Regions from separate parts of the Gasterosteus aculeatus genome. Here region 1 is linked to region 2. A link is a contact called in public Hi-C data. All regions are on one chromosome and are shown on one strand. Each heading gives the region's core, a stretch centred on a gene start, on an enhancer-like site or on the middle of the called end of the contact. The rest is flanking DNA. Distances are from core to core; before and after follow the strand shown. Region 1 overlaps st14 (ST14 transmembrane serine protease matriptase). Region 2 holds the start of fxyd6l (FXYD domain containing ion transport regulator 6 like).

Evidence for each region. Hi-C and Micro-C count contacts between places; a contact is called where the count stands out from the background.
Region 1: a contact with region 2 is called in a Hi-C map of tail fin, with 3 times the contacts expected there. The contact joins the enhancer-like site here to the promoter of fxyd6l in region 2. A contact is called at or near these places in 2 of 6 Hi-C or Micro-C datasets (skeletal muscle and tail fin).

The regions. Positions count from the first base shown.
Region 1 is chr20:11,058,102-11,064,054 of fGasAcu3.hap1.1, forward strand. st14 (ST14 transmembrane serine protease matriptase) reads right to left here. Exons shown (of 19, transcript XM_040166282.2): 4 at 5,490-5,560; 5 at 5,220-5,392; 6 at 4,542-4,580; 7 at 3,827-4,055; 8 at 2,623-2,762; 9 at 2,363-2,466; 10 at 1,898-2,007; 11 at 1,601-1,731; 12 at 1,012-1,116; 13 at 129-236. Among protein-coding and RNA genes, the nearest start is that of st14, 9.8 kb to the right of the region's middle. Within about 2 kb of position 2,165, at least 2 of the 9 cell types and tissues checked have open chromatin away from gene starts, as enhancers often do.
Region 2 is chr20:10,891,923-10,897,325 of fGasAcu3.hap1.1, forward strand. It overlaps fxyd6l (FXYD domain containing ion transport regulator 6 like), which reads right to left and starts at 1,510. Exons shown (of 10, transcript XM_040165453.2): 1 at 1,121-1,510; 2 at 960-1,009. The coding sequence starts at 1,287. fcgbp (Fc gamma binding protein) reads right to left here. Exons shown (of 22, transcript XM_040166081.2): 17 at 4,842-5,403; 18 at 4,176-4,743; 19 at 3,880-4,079; 20 at 3,391-3,771; 21 at 3,005-3,291; 22 at 1,802-2,160. The coding sequence ends at 2,151.

The DNA.
Region 1 (5,953 bases), core at 915-3,414, 170 kb after region 2:
ATGGGCAAAAATGTCATACAGATTTTGCAACATAACAATGACTTGATACAGCACAGGAATCGACCAGGGCCTTTCTGTTAGCACCATCAGCGTGGCATTAGATTGTCGAGTTCTTAAGCAATACTTACTGCAGCTTTTCTCATCGCTCCCATCTCCGCAGTCGTCGACGCGATCGCACACCCAGAGTTTGGGTTTACACAGACCATTGGCACATGAATACTGATCTGCATCACAATCTAAGGTCAGAGAAATATTCTTATATTAAACAGTGCCACGGAGGAGAAGGTACATGAGTGACTGGAAAGGCGCACATTTATCAACTCTGACTATACTTTAAACCAGTGGTTCAAAAGATAACTATTAGAAGGTAATGATTGGACCCCCAAAGAATTTGGCAGATATTTTGTGAAAAATGCTTTTTCGCTTTCATGCAGAGAGTTGAATGAGATGATCAATACCACTCTAATTTGTGTGGGACAATAAATGCGAGAGTACAGCCAGCAGCGAGTTGGCTTAGCCTGCCTCGACACAATTACAATAATTACAAAATTTTACCTAGTTTCTGTAATTAGTACTGGAACTAAAGCGTGAAAACAAGTTGTGGTTTTACAGGGGATTGTGTAAATAAATAAATATATTTTACATTCTCAGTAAGAAACTTGTTGCAGTCTGGCCACCTCATAATGACAATAAGACAAGAAATCAGCAGACCCAGCCAAACCATAGATTATTATCACATACATACACGACACCTCCAGACAGAGCCAGGAATAGTCATTTCGCCCGGTGTTTGGTCCCCACGCTAAGCTAACTGGCTGCTGTCCAAAGCCTTACTGTAAAGTTATGAGTGTGCCATTGAGCTTCACGTGATTCAGCACTCTCAAGATGGAAAATAGGAGTATTTGCAGAAATTTGAAACTATTCCTTTAAGGGGCGACGAGGAGGATCGAGCAAAGTGGATGAGGAATTGGAGTTTGGGGCTGCGCCCGTTGGGTTGAGGGGGGAACTTACTGCACTTCGTTTCGTCACTCAAATCGCCACAGTCGTTCCAGCCATCGCAGTGCAGTTCTTTCTTGATGCAGATGCCACTGGCGCATGCAAATTTGTTGGGGCAAGCTGCTCACAAAAACAGAAAAGAGAATGGGCAGAAGACAAAAAAAAAAAAGAAAAAGAGAAATATGATGATGATAAATTGACCAAGAGGGAGTGACAGTGTATGTTTGCAACATCCATCATGTTGCCAACGCTGGTCCCTGTTGATCACAGCAATTATAAATCCATTTTGGTCAAAGTGGGAGACGACATAAAGAGCGGAGGGTATTGAAAGGGGTGTGCTCCTGACTGACAGTGGCAACTAAAAAAAAAAAAGGACCCAATAAACAAGCTCCCTGGTGATTAGCTCTCGAGTTTCACTGGTGCAGTTTCTGAGCCTACATCACTAAACAGCTCATTCGACTCTCAGACAGGCTGCCGTCTCAGTCCCTCAAACTGAGCAATTAATCCCTCCGTCTAACTCCGTTAAAGGAAGGCTGTGAGTGTCACAACAACGACGCAACACGTCGCATAAACATGGGTGCAAAAAATAGGACTTTCAACTCACGGTCTGCAGGATCGTAGGCGCTGTAGATGCAACTGAAGCCTTTGTCAGTGAAGGACTCGTCAGAGTGGAAGATCACGTCGAGGTTGCTGTTGGTGCTGGTCAGAACCAAAGAGGACAGTTCTCCACAATACCTGCAAAACAAAGTTCAATATGAATATTCACGTGTATGGTGTTTTTTGCGATTCTAGTCGCTATGATGGCAATATGCTTACAAGAGTAAAAGGCAATTCAAGTAGGGTGAGTCGAAGTTGGACCAACAAGTCTGTTGGTTGTCAGTGAAATAAGTTGAAGCCTTACTTGGTGCCCATAACCTCCACGTAGTCTTTGTGACACACACGGATGTCCACTCCGGGCTCTTTCATGCGGAACATGGTGAACTTCAGGCGGACCTCTTTCCCTGCAGGGACCTACATCACAGCGGAAGAGCTGGTTCATAACAACCTTATTTACCAAGCATCACGTCACGCCTCCAGCTACAGACCAAGACATGCACCCGTATCCCATGTGAATGGAGGACGACAGGTTTGGAAACACACCCATACAAGCCGTGGGTGAACGCGTGCACGAGGACACGCGCACACTACAGACACACCAGCAACAGACAAAGAACTGCAACAGCAGTCGGACCGACGAAGATAGAGGAGGTACTTTACAGCTTGGCTTCTCTAGTGCTGCCGCAGCATTCCTCTCGTTGGCAAGCGGAGGATGGGGAAGGAGGGGTTTCGGGTGGAGGGGCGCGGGGGGAAAAGCAATGTTGCAAACCTTGATGGTCCACTTGCAATCCACTGCAGGAGGATAGAAGCTGGGGTGAAGTGGGGAGGAGAAGTTTCCTTCTGCACCAGAGAGGACACCGCCACAGGTTTGAACTAAAAAGAAAACAGCAAACATTCACACTTGAGCATGACACATTGGAATTATTTAATGAGTTTAAATATACACATAACTAGATTAATAAAAAGGAACGCCAACATAGATAAAATATGTAATATATAATGATAGTGTGCTCCACGACTGGTAACTACCTTGAGACATTGGGATGGCTGAATAAGTGGCCTCGAAGCCACTCCTCTGGTGATTGGCTTTAGTAATGAAATTAATCAGCATAATGTTGCCGGATGACAGCACCGCCAGAGGATTGGAGGGGGGTCTCTTACCACACTTTCTGTGAGAGAGAAGGAAGAAGCCGTCAGGTGTTCGCAAAAAGTAAATACAAGCATAACACACGCGGAACGTCTGATGTGTTCACTGATTGAGCTTTACTATTTACCGAGGGAACTCCAATATACAGCAGAAAACATCTTAAGTCAAAAGCAGTAAAACATCAATTTAGCAAATTTAAAAAAAAATGAATCAATACACAAGCAGAGAAGAAGAATTGTGCAAACACCACATACACATTGCTTGGGCAGAGTTTCAAAGTCAAACATCAGTTATATTAGCCAAAAGTTTCAACGTTGCTGGCGGCAGAGCAATGGAGGTGTAAATGAAGCTGCAAGAGCAGTAATACATCTACCGCTTGTAGAATAATGTCATTATAGAGTATTATATTATGGCTCTCATAAACATCAAGTCACCTTGGATAAAGCTGATCGCTCAATAGCTTTATAAAGAATGTATGCACCGCTTGGGAACGCATATTTGTTTGGTAAAGGTTTGAGTTTAAAATTGCCTGCAGCTAGTGCTGTGATTTCAGACAGGAGACTAGTTTCCAGAATCATAACCCACCCCCGTAGACAAAGTGCAATTACACACAGTAGCGCAGCAGGATTCAGGTTGGCACCCTCAACAGATTTGAGAGCAGAGGTCTTTTTGAGCCAACTCAATCTCACCAAGGTCTTAAAAGTTAATAAAATATGATGCGTGTAAAGGCGTCAGTTGCAAAAAAAATGTAATCACAAATCCAGTGAAAAAGGTATGAATTGGAACATGTTTTTCACCCACATGAAAAAGCCTTTACTCCTAAATCCCTCTGCAACATTTCAGTAGTGGTTGTCCACTACAGAATCATACCGCCCCTCCCTGATCATTAAAGCTAAATGCAACAAATGTCGGTTGAGCAACTATCAAAAACAAACCCTGCTACAAAGGTTTAACAATTAGAATATGATGTATCACTGTCACTGAGCAAAAAGTCATGCAAGTCTCAGGAGACGTATTAGTAACACTCCCCCGCATATTCGATGCGTTTCCTGAAACCAGGTGGACGTTCACAGTCCCCGGACTCACGCTGTGATTGCCTGAGAGTCATCTGGACTTAAAGAGTCAAAGATGGCGACAAAATCGTTGGCGCAGTCATCCTCGATGTCGAAAAAAGGGAAAGAGACAAACACGGCCTGGTCCTCCGAAGCTCGGATCTGCCACTGACACCGAGACCAGGGGGGGTAGCCTTCAGGGTACCCAGGTGAGAGAAACGTGTTTGTCTTTGCCGTTGCCTCCAGACGGTAGAAACACTCGCCTGGGGAAAACAACATTTGTTAAAATCATACAGTCAGCATAGATATGAGTAACTTAGCAAAAGCAGTTTATAGCACACAAATTCAAATCCGTTCATGTTCTTCATCTTCTTCTACTGGTTCTAACAGTTTTCCTCAGAAATAGACTGCATGTGTAGCGATTCAGTACATAGTGTACAATCAATTCTTAATTTGGCAAAGCAACGACTGGATCACAAATAACACATTTGAACACTGGTTCTTCCATCCTTTATAGATCACACATTACTGCAAGGCTAGTACGGCCACGATGGTAATGTATTTTAAATCAGTCCCAAGGCATGAAATCAGCAGTGTCAAAGAAAAGTGTCAACATAGTGACTGGCTCCCGCGGCCTTAATCTCAGACATACGTACAGTACAAGCTAGCCATTCGTTACAGACTGGCAGGATGGTGAGCGGCCAGCCAGCTTTAAAATTAGTGATTGAAATGGGACATTCTGTACTCACCAGTGTCTCTGGGGTTCCTGGCCATGCGTGGATCCGTATCTGACAGCGAGAGTGGAGGAAGGTGGGGGGAGTGGAGGGGGCAGAGGTGGCTGATGTTAGCAGGCTGCCCAAAAATATTTGGGTTGCACATTTTCTGTGTAATTTCCCTACAACTGGCGATGGTGTGAAGCTCACTCTGCACCATCTCACTTTGCACCATCTGGGCAGTAACATCACGTTTTAATCACGGAAATCATTTTAAGAGGGAGACCACAGAGTCACAGGACCAGCACTTGGCTGGTGGCCACAATGTGGACAAATGGGAATGCTGAGAGGACGGGAAAGAAAAATGGCTGTCTAAAGCCAGCCCAGAGCCCAGCCAATATCATTAGGGGATCCAAAGAGCATCAAATGTGCTCAGATGCAGCACAAGCAGAGAGGTCCGGCTTATCTGCTGTCATCCTATCAGCACAACTCAGAGCGAGCTCCTTTAATACAAACCGAAGGCGCACACAATACCAATACATATGGGAGGCAACAATTGTCTTATTTAGAACTGTAATGGCGAAAATATACGTAACCCTTTGAATTCAATCTTTGTTAAATTGTCATATTCTAAAGCCAGCAGCTAACGGCTGGTTGTCCTCATCTTTTGGCCCCTTGTTGTGACCCCCCCACCTTGGCCCGGGTGGTACTTACATGAGGCAGTGACCTCACGGATCTGGATACTACCGGTGCCCGCCATGCTGCGCTGCATCTTTAGGCCGTTCTCCAGGGTCTCCAACACACGCTCCTCCGAGAACTGGGGCACCACCGACAGGTCTTCGACTGGAATATCAAACTGGGACCAATAGTAGGCTATCACACCCTCACTGGTGCAAGTAGGGGTAAGAAAGAAATGGACATATTGTGTGAAGGGAGGAAGGCCATGAAGAGGTCCATGTAGCAGAAATGGAGATCTCACATTACCTGAATGCCGTGACCACAGACTTGGTGTAATATTTTTCGAGGAGTGGATCTCTCTTGTAGGTTTCTTTAAGCTGTGTACAGAAGATGTATTTCAACTGAAAAGAACATGTTCAAGACTTACACTTGTCTGCCTACAGACAAAAGCACTAATTAGCCTGTTAACATAAATAAATGCAATTCACAGAAAGCACACAACAATGAGATTCTCAATTAACTGTTTTGCATTCAGCTGCAAACGGTCTCAGACAAGCAGTCATACTCTGTGGCTCTACCACACATTGTGCATGTACTTGTACGCCCATATCTAACTTCAGGTGATTTTATTGAAACGGTAGCACTAAAAATGGGAAACGGGCCATCTGAAAAGGATGAGCAGGTTTCATTTGTACAGTTACTGATAAAAGCATAACGTTGTGGAGGGAGAGGAACTGGCTGGTTCTCCGGACTGAGAGATTTGTTGACAT
Region 2 (5,403 bases), core at 260-2,759:
CACGACAACAGAATGCAGTGGAGGTATGCACAGCTTTAGCTCCACGCTTACAAGAAGAAAAAAAAAAAATGTAAGCCCCGGAAAATAAAATGTTTTGCAAAGATCAAAGCCTACGTTGGCGGAGCCAAGGTTCCCCCCCTTGGCCCGTGGCACTGCTGGGGAATCATGCACCACTAAGAGAGGGGGTGTGAACACGGAGCTGGAGTGGGGAGAAATGAACACTTCAACCCTGCGAGCAGGATTAACAACAAAGAGCCGCCAATCAGGTTTAATCAAACAAATACACGGAGGGTTCTTCCAACAAAAAACAATCCAGTAATCTTGTTTGTTAGTGATGTAGAGGTGATAGAATGGGGAGACAAGAAAGATGCCTGTGAAGCAGCACGTTAAAAGTTACCATGCTTTCTAATTAAGTGAGATTAACGTGGAAAGTCGGAAATAAAATTATAAAAGGTTGCTTACATTTACAGTCACAGGCGAGTCCATTCACACTAAATACTCGCATGAGCTATTCAGAGAATTTAAACTTCACGTTTTATATTCTCGCCAATTCACGCGATAAAGATTAATGCGCGTTGTTGTTTGACACAATTTTCGTGATGAACAGCGTCAAAAGTGTTAAACTAAACTCCAGCTCTCCAACAACAACTAATTTCCAACCCTTTGGCGAGAGACTTTTCACACTAGATGCCACAGCAGTAAATGACAAACAACAACAAAAGCGATTGGCTACGTGGCCACGTGTAAAATAGAAGGACACGGAGGAATTTGGTTGGACACAAAGTTGGACAAACAAAAAGGGAGAAACGCTTTGAGAGACAAAACCTCGTGTGCACGAATGCGTTTTGGAAGTTTAAGCCACCGACTTTAAGGTGATTAAGCTCGTAATTAAAGGCGTAATTGTATTAATGTAAAAGTATCATTTCAGAGTATACGTTTGTACATTTAAATCAACTTACCGTGTATCGGCTTCAAAGCTCGTGAGTTTCTCTGCGTCCGCGGAGTCGAACTTTGTAAACAAAATTTCCCTTTTTTACTTCAGCCAATTGATTCAATATTGACGTGCAAATACAATAAAAGGCAGTGACTGCACAGTGATTTACCAGCACTACTCGCTTACCCCGAGTTCAACTTCCTTCCTCCTTGGTCTTTTCCTCCAGGAATATATGAGGGAGAGAAGGAGACAGAGAGAGAGAGAGAGAAAGAGAGAGAGAGCGGGAGAGAGGGAGAGAGGGAGGGAGGGAGGCTAAACTGAGCTATTACTCCCATGAGATGTGGTTCCCGCATCAATAATAAAACATGATTTCATAATTAACTGTAAATCATGCTCATTCTTTCCCCCAAACAGCCAAATATAAGAGACACGTGCAGATGCGCTTCTTTCGCTGTGGTGTAATTTACACGTGAGCGCGTAAACAGCAGCGCGCGCTGCCAGTGAGATAAAGTTCTATCAGCTACAAGAAAACCGCCCGACCAAGGTCTCTCCCACATTTAAACTGCCAGAACCCCCTGCAGACCCCCTCCAGGCCCCCCCAACCACACACTCACCCGTCACCCAAGTCCCGTCTCAATCTGGGGAATTCACATTGCTAAATCCAGGGTGCCGTCCATTATGTGGTTTGGTTGTTATGCTATATTTTATTATTTTAATTAAGATCCTTTAGTGCGAAAAGCTTTCTTTTGCAACAGGAGTTATCCCTCATAAGCTGCGCTGGACACACATAACCCATAATTTTTATTTTTATTTCGGCTGTTATACAGACAGTGCTGGTCTTATAGAAGTAAATAAATAGCCATAAAGTGCAATGAAAAGTATTTATTGGTTGGAACGGCGATAAAAACACATTTTGTAAAGTACATTTCAGATGCTACTATTTCCTCCTCCGCTAGGTGGCGATATGGCTTTAGAAATGAGTTTTTCCACCATTCCAAAGCGAACAATGGAGGACAAGATAGTCAGTAAACAACCCAAACCATTTCATTGAAATATTGGAGTATGAGAAACACTTTAGCCACATTCCTGGTCTTGTTTAATGAGTGTAGAAAGCAGAGATGTGAGCCACTTTGTACGGCTGTTTCAATCACGGGGGAACATCAGCTCATGGTTCTATTCACACCTGATGGTTTCAATCAACGCAGAGCCAACATCTCTACAGGCCGCTGAAATGAAAGAAAAAAAAATTGCAGTCAAAGGTCATTGGAGCAAAGTAAAGACATGATCACTGAGGCACAACAGAGCTTACAAGCAACACTGAAAATGGCATTTCCAAAAGCATATGAAAACACTCAGCAGCCGCTCTGACCAGAGGGCATTTTCTTGCGTTGTTCAGGGTCTGGCGGTGACATATCGCTGCGAAAAGACAACTATGTTGGCGGAAGCACCAAACTCAACTCTCTTGGGGACTGACTTTAGGCTAAAGCACAGAACTGAAGACGAGAGCTCAGATTAATATTGCACCCAGATGAGTCTTAAGTGTCCTTGGATGACAAGCAGTGATTGGATTGCAAGCATGGTAGATTTTGATGGCCGTGCCTGTCAGCCTCACCTGCTTTTTAATCAGTAATTACCTTAGGGTTTTCTTTGGCATTTCTTAATTAAATTGGACCAAATGCAATTAAAAACCACACTCTCATTCCTTTAAAAGGGCTCTGCGGAGTCCTTGTTTAGCTCTTGCTGTTAAGAGCAGAAGCATTGAATGGTCATAGCCGCGTGCCGTCTCTCGCTGATCTGTACTTGATTGTTTTAGTGGTCAAATTAAGTTTTCTGTTTGCATAATAAAGGGAGAGACACAGTTCAATACTAAAACTTCCAATCTAACTAGAATTGAAGGTTAAAAGCCTTGATGAGGAGGCCAAGCCGTTATTCCATTAGAACAGTTAGTTTACATGGGGAGTTGGGGAACACTGTGATGAGACCGTGAAGTGAAGAAGATCATTATCATGGCAATGACTGTAGCAGTGCATCTTTAAACTTTACACCGGGCAAATAGTTTCAAATACTCACCATCTAGAAAAATCCCCAGCGGCCCAAGAGCCAATAACCACCGTGACATTAGTGGCAATTTTCCCATCTGCCGTCTTCATGTCATCTTTGCAGATGTTGTTGTAGTTGCCACAGGCGCCGCACATTTTACTGAACAGGCTGCTGTCAACAACGACAGTCACCTCCTTCGAAAGCGAGTAGGTGACCCGCAAAGCAGATCCCCTCTCGATGATCACAGTCTTCTCTGAGAGTTGGACAGATATCTCCTTGGTCACTTTGCTCGGAAGGGACATTTTCCTGCCATTTACCTGGAAGATATTAAGAATATAAACAAATAAGAACAAATGAATTGAAGTAAAAGTTTCGATATTAAAGTTGTCACTGTTATCTCATCCGGCTCTTCTCACCCAAGTCACGTGCTCGCTGTTCACTGTGATGGCCGTTTCCTTGAAGAACACGTACACGGTGGCGACGGTGGGTGACGCCCCTTTGCTACAGACCCTGACATCCACAACCACGCGGAACCACAGCTCCGCGGTCTCGTCACACAGAGTCGCAACCTCAAACGCCCCCTGAGCTCCTACGGCCCCAGATACGCCGTCAAACGAGGTGAGGTGGCCGTCTCGGCCGACGCCGCAGTGGCCTGGCTTGATGTGGCAACCTCGGACGCCGTCTCTTACACCACAAACCTCCCCGCTGGCACATGACAGCTTCTCGCACTTCACTACCCCAGAGGCCTGGCACATACACTTTGACTCACAGCCGTGGTCCACGACTGCTTGGCCCACCTGGAAACACGTAGCAGTCGTTCAACTTCCAGATGGACGATTAAAGTGTTGATTCAAATATTCAAATATTAAGATGGTCGACTGAAAAAGTAAAATGAAATATTTTACCATGAGATAGTGGCCATTGTGCACACATCCACAGTTATCCAGCGGAACACATTGGATGCCATTGAAAACAAAGCCGTCGTCACATTCGCACCCTTCAAAGCAGCTTTCAGGACAAGTGAATGGGGAAATAAAGCTGGCACAGTTCCCTCCACAGGTGTCGGCACACACCTCATAGTGACTGTGGGCCGGGCAGGAAGCAGCTACAAGACAAAAATGCATTTGTTAGACTTTGTATGTGAAACTGAAAATTGTAAACGTAAAAAATACGAGCAAAAATACTGCTCCGCGTATCTTACGGCAGAAAGAGCTGCTCCTCCATGGCTGGATTTTGACTCCTTCGCTCTGGCAGGCCAAAGCGTAGGACTGGACACTGTTACACAGAGTGTCTTTGTCGCCATCCAGGGCACAAACATCAAACACGCAATTAGACAAGTATGCCGCTGGGTCAATTTTACTGTGGCAGACTTTGAAGGGCCCATTGGGTGCAATAATGATGCCACAGGAGTCTGCTGTTCTGTACAAGTTGGCCTTGGCCGGCTCACATACGGGACACTGGCCTCCACAGCCTCCACACACATTACCAGGCAGGTCCACCGCCCATGCTTTCCCAAACTCATCGACGTTTTCAGTTGTTCTGCCACCGGGAAGCATAAAATCATCGCTGTCCTTCTTGTTGTAGTTGCCGCAAAGGCCGCACATTTTTCCCTGGTACGTGGAAGGAACGATCACCTCAACGTAATAGACAGTGTCGTACAGGACCGTCAGTCCAAAGTCGGTGCGGACGACAATGTTCTTCCCTTCCTGGGTGACTCTGAGGAGCCCGTTGTCGAGAGAGAGGGGAAGGTTTAGAAGTTCATCGTTCACCTTGACAGAGGAGGAGTAAGAGGAGGGACAGAATGAGAAAATATATAAAGATCTAAAATTGTAAGCAAAAGTGTTTTGGATGGACTTGTTCAACTCACGATGACTTTCCACGGAACTTTTTGCTGGATATAAATAACATAACCATAGACAGCCACTGCGATTGACTTGGTAACCGCCACTTTTCCATTTCCATACTTCTCATTCCCCTGAGTCACGTTGAATGTTGTCAGCTGGCCATTATTATCATTGCAAACCGTGGCCAATTCATAGACACATGTACCCTGGAAATCGAACCTCTTTCCATCAAAGGAAATGTAATGAGGGTCACCAGAAGCCACACATTTGCTTTGCCCCTCGGGGTGGCAACCTTTCACTCCGTTTACAAGCTTACAGGTTTCCCCTGCAAGGCACTTGTACTTTTGGCAAGACACCGCACCGTTTTCTCCACAGACGCATTGCTCCACACACTCTTTTTCCGGATAGAAGACGTCTCCTTTCCTGAAGTAGAGGCCGTTGTAGGAGCAGCCACAATCTCGCACAGGCACACAGGCATCCCCACTCAGCAGGTAGCCTTCGTCACACTCGCAGGCCTCGGTGCAGGGCCGGCGGCAAGTGCCCATGGTGGTGAGGCTGGCGCAGGTGGCCGGGCAGCCCGCGGCA